2 separate regions of the Mus musculus genome follow, and region 2 is linked to region 1. The links are chromatin contacts, called in public promoter capture Hi-C maps. All regions are on one chromosome and are shown on one strand. Each heading gives the region's core, a stretch centred on a gene start, on an enhancer-like site or on the middle of the called end of the contact. The rest is flanking DNA. Distances are from core to core; before and after follow the strand shown.

Region 1 (3,048 bases), core at 183-2,682:
AGCACTTGGGAGGCAAAGGCAGGCAGATCTCTAAGCCTTCAAAGCCAGCCTGGTCTAAGACAGCCAAGGCTACATACAGAGAGCCTGTCTTAAAAAAGAAAAAAAAAAGAGGGACAAAGGAAAAGAAAAAGAAAGTAAACTCTGTCCTATCAACACAGTTCCTTAATTTTCCTAGGAGATTTCCAATTAGATTTTTTTTTGGGGGGGGGGGTTGTTTTTTTTGTTTTTTTTTCTTCCAAGACAGGGTTTTCCTGTATAGCCCTGGCAGTCCTGGAACTCACTCTGTAGACCAGGCTGGCCTCGAACTCAGAAGTCCACCTGCCTCTGCCTCCCAAGTGCTGGGATTAAAGGCATGCACCACCACCCCCGGCTCCAATTAGATTTTTTAAAAAAAAAATCCAAAATACTTACTGCTTTCTTAGGAAAATCATAAGTAAGGCTGGAGGGATGGTTTGATGGGTAATGTGCTTGCTATGCATATATGAGGACCTCTCCACACCCACATGAAAGTCGTGAACAGCAGGTACATTTGCACTACAGGTGCTGAGGCGGATCCCAGGGGCTTGCTGAACAGCCAGGCTAGCTTAAATGGTGAGCACTAGGTTCAGTGAGAGACCCTGTCTTAAAACTAAGGTGGAGGAGAATAGAGGAAGACTGTCAATCTCTGACTTCTACATATACACACAGGCAAAGGCAGTGTGTGTGTGTCTGTGTGTGCCCACACACACACACTTTGCTACCATTATTGGAATCTACACAACTACAAAGTGAAAAGCTCACCAGGGCCTGGAGATGTCAGGCAGCATTTGCTTAGGAGTGTAAGGCTCGGTCCCTAGCATCTCAGAAAGAATGAAAGAGAGCCGGAAAGGGGGTGGGGCTCTCTAGACTTCCTGCAGTACACACTTTTCTGAAAACAAAACCAGAGGGTATGACCTCAATGGTGATTATTCGCTGTCTCAGTATTGTTATATTTCCCCTTGGCACCTTCCTGAAATGATTTAATAATTGTGTCATCGTCTATAGATTGGTGACTCCTTTAACCAGTGTCAGGCATCTGGGATTTCTAGATTGGTTTTACTAAAAGAAACACCATGATGGATCCAGAGACTGCACTGCAATTGATTTCTAAGAAATACACTAGGTTACAACCTGCGGCCATCTTTTAAGGCCCAGGACATCTCTCTCACTGTTCTCCAGTTAACTGCCTATTGGCAGGGTGAGGCCGCCACAGTCGTGCTGACTTCCTCATAGGGCCAAGTAGCCCTAGTTCGCACCCATCTCTACAGCATCTACGCATATCAGCTGTACGCTTTAGCCCCACCCACTCGTGGGTGACTGCTCTGTTTACCGAGCCACACAGGCTTACCTGGGCCCATCCTAGTCCACGGTGAGTCAGCTGAACAAGGGGCGGGCACCACCCTTCCCAGAGCAGGAACCCAACTGGGACACAGGCGACCAGCACATGCCAGGAGGCTGCAGTGGCTGGAGAAGAGGACAGCGTGCGGAGCCAGCAGGTAAGAACAGTCCGTATCGGCTGGGATAGAGGAGCTAAACAAGACCTGCTCACAACCAATTTCTTTCCCTCCCTTGTCCTGTCTTCTAGGACTTCCTAGGTAGGTAAATTCCTTTTAATTTGCTTCACTCTTAGAAGGAAATGGGAACAAAGCTTTCCTTTTTCTGCTCCCTGGCAGGGTTTGGAGGACGTATGATTTTCTGCACTGTTCTATCTTCTACACTTACCTCTAATCTACCCTACATCCATTGGCCAGAAGGCCCTGAAGGCTATGGCTCTCTGATGCTCAGACTTTCCTTGTGGCTCCCTCTCACTCAAGAAGGGTCAAAATTCTCACCAAGCCCCATGAGCCCTCCAGGGTCTGAGCCCCTCCCATCTTCTCTGGTTTCCTCCCTCAGGGTCCTCTGAACACTGGGGGCATGCTCACCCCAGGGTCTGTGCAGTGGGCCTGACCCCCCGGAATGTTCTTGCCCACCCAATTCTTTAAGCTTTTACACAAATGTCTCTCCCCTCCACAGCAAGGCTTCCCTAATCCTACTGCCACCCTCTGCTCTCCACCCCACTTCATTCTCCTCCCCAGTTCTTCCCACCACCTGACACAGCCCACAAAGTCTTGGGGCTTTTTAATCCAGCTCTTCACTACAAAGTCCCTACATCAAAGAGTGATGATTGTGTTCACTTCTTACTGTGGGCATCCAAAACAGTGCCTGGACTTAGGAGGTGGCCCTAGGTGGGATGAGCAGACAGTTATGGAGTTGCCTATTTGTGCTAGGCACTGTGCTAAATGTTCTCCATGTGTAACCCATTTAAATAGTCTTCTCATGCCTAGATAACTCTGCTTAAAGTAACTGTTATTTTACTATAGTTACAAAATAACTATATCGGACATGGTTACAAAATAACTATATCGGACATGGAGCCTAGTCCATTCTTTGCTCTCATAGTCAGAGGCAAGCAGTAGGTTGAGCCTCTCTAAAGCCTGGCTTCTGTTCTGCCTCCCCTGGACCTTCACTGGGAGAACAGAATTTCCTGAGTCCCGTTCCCTCTGGCACAGTATAGCCCTGGAAGGAGGAGGTACATGCTTGTGGCTTAGCAACAGCCTCCTCCTTGCCGATTCACCAGATCCCTGGGCTAATTTGGCCTTACAGAAGCTATTACTCCATCACATTAACCCACGCTTCTGTTTTCTGAAGGATAGATGAGTTGTCCACAGGAACAAGTGGGAGTCCCAGAGTTCCAGCAGTTTGGAACAAAGTGTTCTTATTCTGTAAGTTCAAAGATGGGGGCTAATGGGCCCCTTTCCAGCCCTGCTGATTCCCCAGGGCCTGACTGCTGATATACTGTGTTGTTATTGCTTACAATACGAAGATGTATAGAAAGCTCTGGGATGGAGATCGAACGATAGTGAGGGGAGGGAAGTCCTTGGGAGCAAGTCCCTTCCGAGAGTCAGCTACCTGCAGGAACTGAGCAAGCTCTTGCGCTGTCACACTACTTTCTGTGTATCTCACTAGGGCTGGAGTTTCCCTCCCTACACC
Region 2 (3,048 bases), core at 399-2,898, 270 kb after region 1:
TGCTGTAGCCAAGTTCTAGGGGGACAAATGGAAGAATTTTCTAGACAGAGTCATAGCAAAAGCCATGTAAAGGACCTGTACCCGAAGAATGGGAACCAAGGGGGGGGGGCATGGATAACTAGGGCAAAGGGAGAAACAGAAATATCTATGTTTACCAATGTGTTAAGAGGAAATATGGATACCCAGAAGAGGTATGGACTGAGAAAAAGAGAGAAAACCCTGGAAGAGGGTCAGATTATGACTGGGTTCTGAAAGAGTCAGTGGAGGAATGGAATTAGGCCACCAATCCATGGAGAGGCCAAGACAAAAGATGCTCAGGATGTAAGAGGGAGCTAGAAGTGGTATTACAGACCTGTTCAGTAGCACCTGGGAGATGGAGGGAAGACGATCAGGAGTTCAAGGTCATCCTTATCTACATAATGAGTTCCTGGGATACACAAGAACAGTGTCTCACAAAACCAAACACAAACAAACAAACAACAAAGAAACACCACATATAAGAGGCTTGAAAAGCTTGCAAACTACTGTGAGAAGGTGGAGACTTGGGCTGAAAGGGAGAAGACAGACAGCAAGGACATCGGAACCTGGCTGGTCAGAGGTAGGTGTGTGCTGGTGGGCTGGTGGTGTAGGAATAAGTGGGCAGGACCGCAGCTTCAGGACCTCTCTCTATCTACAAGTCACACTTGTAGCAAACAGGAAGCGAGACGGTCCTTTGGGTCTCCAAGGCTCTCTTCCACCCTTCGGTGATGAGACTGTGTGCTGAGCTGAGACGCGTCTGAAAGGCTATAGAGCTGCTGTGCAGTTTTGGGCAAACTACTTGGTCTCTCTGCGAATCCCTTCCCCCTTCGAATGAACAATTAGTCAAAAGAGAAAGTTCGTTATTCTAAAGCTTTTATGCATGTATTTAGCAGAAAGTCAAGTTCGTGGCTCTCAAACATTCTCTGTGGCAGCTTCACTGCGAATGGGCTTGGTTCACAGGGTAACAGGAGGCAGGAGAATATTGTTTTATTGGAAGAGCAATTTGGCACTGAAAAGGTTAAAAAACAACCCAATCCTGGAGATAAGGCTGGAAGAAATATACCCTGGGTCCTAGGTCCTTTGGTAAGCAAAGTATGCGGTGTTGGACACTGGGTCAAAGAGTAGGGTCTCCCCAAGGCTGCAGCAGGAAAGGCTCAGAGGCTACAACCAGAAAGTGTTTGGGATAACTAGAAAGAAAAAGCAACAGAGTGGAGCAGCAGCCTGCTCACACTCCCCCCTCCCCCACTCCGCCTACCCTCGTCCCCCAACCCCAGAGGAGATATGGAAAGGGCAAGACACCACAGAACCCAAGCTAGCCAGGTCGGAACAGTGAGCCAGAGAGGCCCATGCGCTTGGCAAGAGTCCTGTGTTGGAGGTGAGGCAGTCAGGGAATAAACAGAAAAACAAGCCAGGACGGTCCTGGGGACAGGAGGAAGAGGAAGACCAGAGTGGCAGAGGGAGGGTCTGTCCGGGTGAGTGTGCAGTGCGGCGTGTGCGCTTGTGTACCTAGAGCCGGCCTGTGCACGTGCGAGGGGCGTGGGGCTGCGCCCGCAAGGGCCCCCCGAGGGTTAAGCGCCGCCCAGCCGCCGACTCCTCCCCGCCCCGGCCGCGCGGCCGCGCTGACGCCCTCACTCGACCCACCGCGCCCTGGGCGCACCGGCGGGTCCCTGGTGGCCGTAGCGACCAGCGACCCGCGGATGCTCAACGCGCGCCACAGGCTGTCCCCCGCACAGAGGCTGCCGGGCCGTCGGGGAGCCAGGAGCACCAGGCTGCCCAGATGCGGGCTCCACTCTGCCTGCTGCTGCTCCTCGCCCACGCAGTGGACATGCTCGCCCTGTACCGAAGGAAGAAGCAAGGTACAGATGTGGCCGGGCTGGTGGTGGGGTAGGCACTACAAGACAGACTCGTGGTAGCCCAGCGGATATGGGTATTTGTCTGGTGCCTGATGCCTGGACTGTTGACTCAGGGTCGGAACGGGGAGTTGTCGACAACCTGGACCTAGGAAGCACTACTGGGAGGGAACTAGAGGTCGGGCTCACTGGCCCCAGCCTCCCAGCAGTGTCCCAAGGGTAACTCCACAGACACCAAAAACCCAAGGAACCACCCTTGGAAACAATGAACTAGAAGACAGGGCTAGTGACTTAGAAGCCAGCCCAGGCATCCACGCTGGGCCAGGATGAAGATCAGTGACTCCAGGGCTCATGTGGGGTTCGGGGGTTCTATCACTGCTCCTGACCCCTGCTGTCACAACCCCCACACTCCCAGAATTAATCTGGGTAAGCCTCTCTAGTGGTATCAGCATGACTGAGACCTGTGTTCAAGTTGAAGTCTTCTGGGGATGACCTGGAAGAAGTTTGTCCTCTCTCAGAATCTTAGGATATTTTTCCTTGGGACCTCCTGGAGCCACTAAGGAAACTTGAACCTGAGACTCTAATCGCGCCTGGGCCCTGTGAACATTGGGGTCTGTGCCACAGTTCCTCAGTGCCACAGTCAGATGTATTTTGGAGGTGAGGTGAGACTGCCCTTGCAGAGCTGGAGTTGACAGAACCTGAGCTGGTGTTGGGAGGGCAAGAGGACCAGCAAGCCCTGTGTCTGAACAGGGAAGGCCCCAGGACTCTGGATGCCTGTCTGTGCATCAACTACCAAAGGCTGGCTGCCATGCCAAGAGTGAGACACACACTGTTTCCTAGGTCCCCTATGATGCCCTAATGACAGTGGCTATCTCACTCTATAGAGCAGGAACCAGACATTCATGCAGGTTGCTTTGTTGAGCAGTCCAACGGGCAGGTGGGAGCTCTGATTTGCTCTCTGACTGAGAGCCTGAGTCTGGGAATACTGAATGGTAGGGTGTGTGAGAGTGGCCTTACCCATAGGGACTTCTAGTCCATCTGCGTGGAAAGCCTTTCGCAGATGTTGCAGCTCCTATAAGGAAGCAGGGAACACAGGGGCAGTGGGGAAGTAGGTATGGGGTGGAATATCAGGCCGTGGCCTAGGGAAACTGTTAAGGGAGTTGGACAAAGAGCAGAGAGG

What was found. Promoter capture Hi-C pulls out the DNA fragments that hold promoters and counts their contacts.
Region 2: a promoter capture Hi-C map of embryonic stem cells shows a contact between it and region 1. The contact joins the promoter of Rspo4 here to the promoter of Sdcbp2 in region 1. A contact is called at or near these places in 21 of 39 promoter capture datasets (the 3T3-L1 cell line, 3T3-L1-derived adipocytes, the HPC-7 cell line and 13 more), 4 of 484 Hi-C or Micro-C datasets (embryonic stem cells and nephron progenitors) and 1 of 115 datasets of contacts at active chromatin or transcription factors (embryonic stem cells).

The regions. Positions count from the first base shown.
Region 1 is chr2:151,571,191-151,574,238 of GRCm38.p6, forward strand. It overlaps Sdcbp2 (syndecan binding protein (syntenin) 2), which reads left to right and starts at 1,433. Exons shown (of 9, transcript NM_145535.2): 1 at 1,433-1,514. It overlaps Gm39959 (a long non-coding RNA gene), which reads right to left and starts at 835. Exons shown (of 3, transcript XR_866853.2): 1 at 781-835.
Region 2 is chr2:151,841,279-151,844,326 of GRCm38.p6, forward strand. Rspo4 (R-spondin 4) reads left to right here and starts at 1,649. Exons shown (of 5, transcript NM_001040689.1): 1 at 1,649-1,874. The coding sequence starts at 1,796.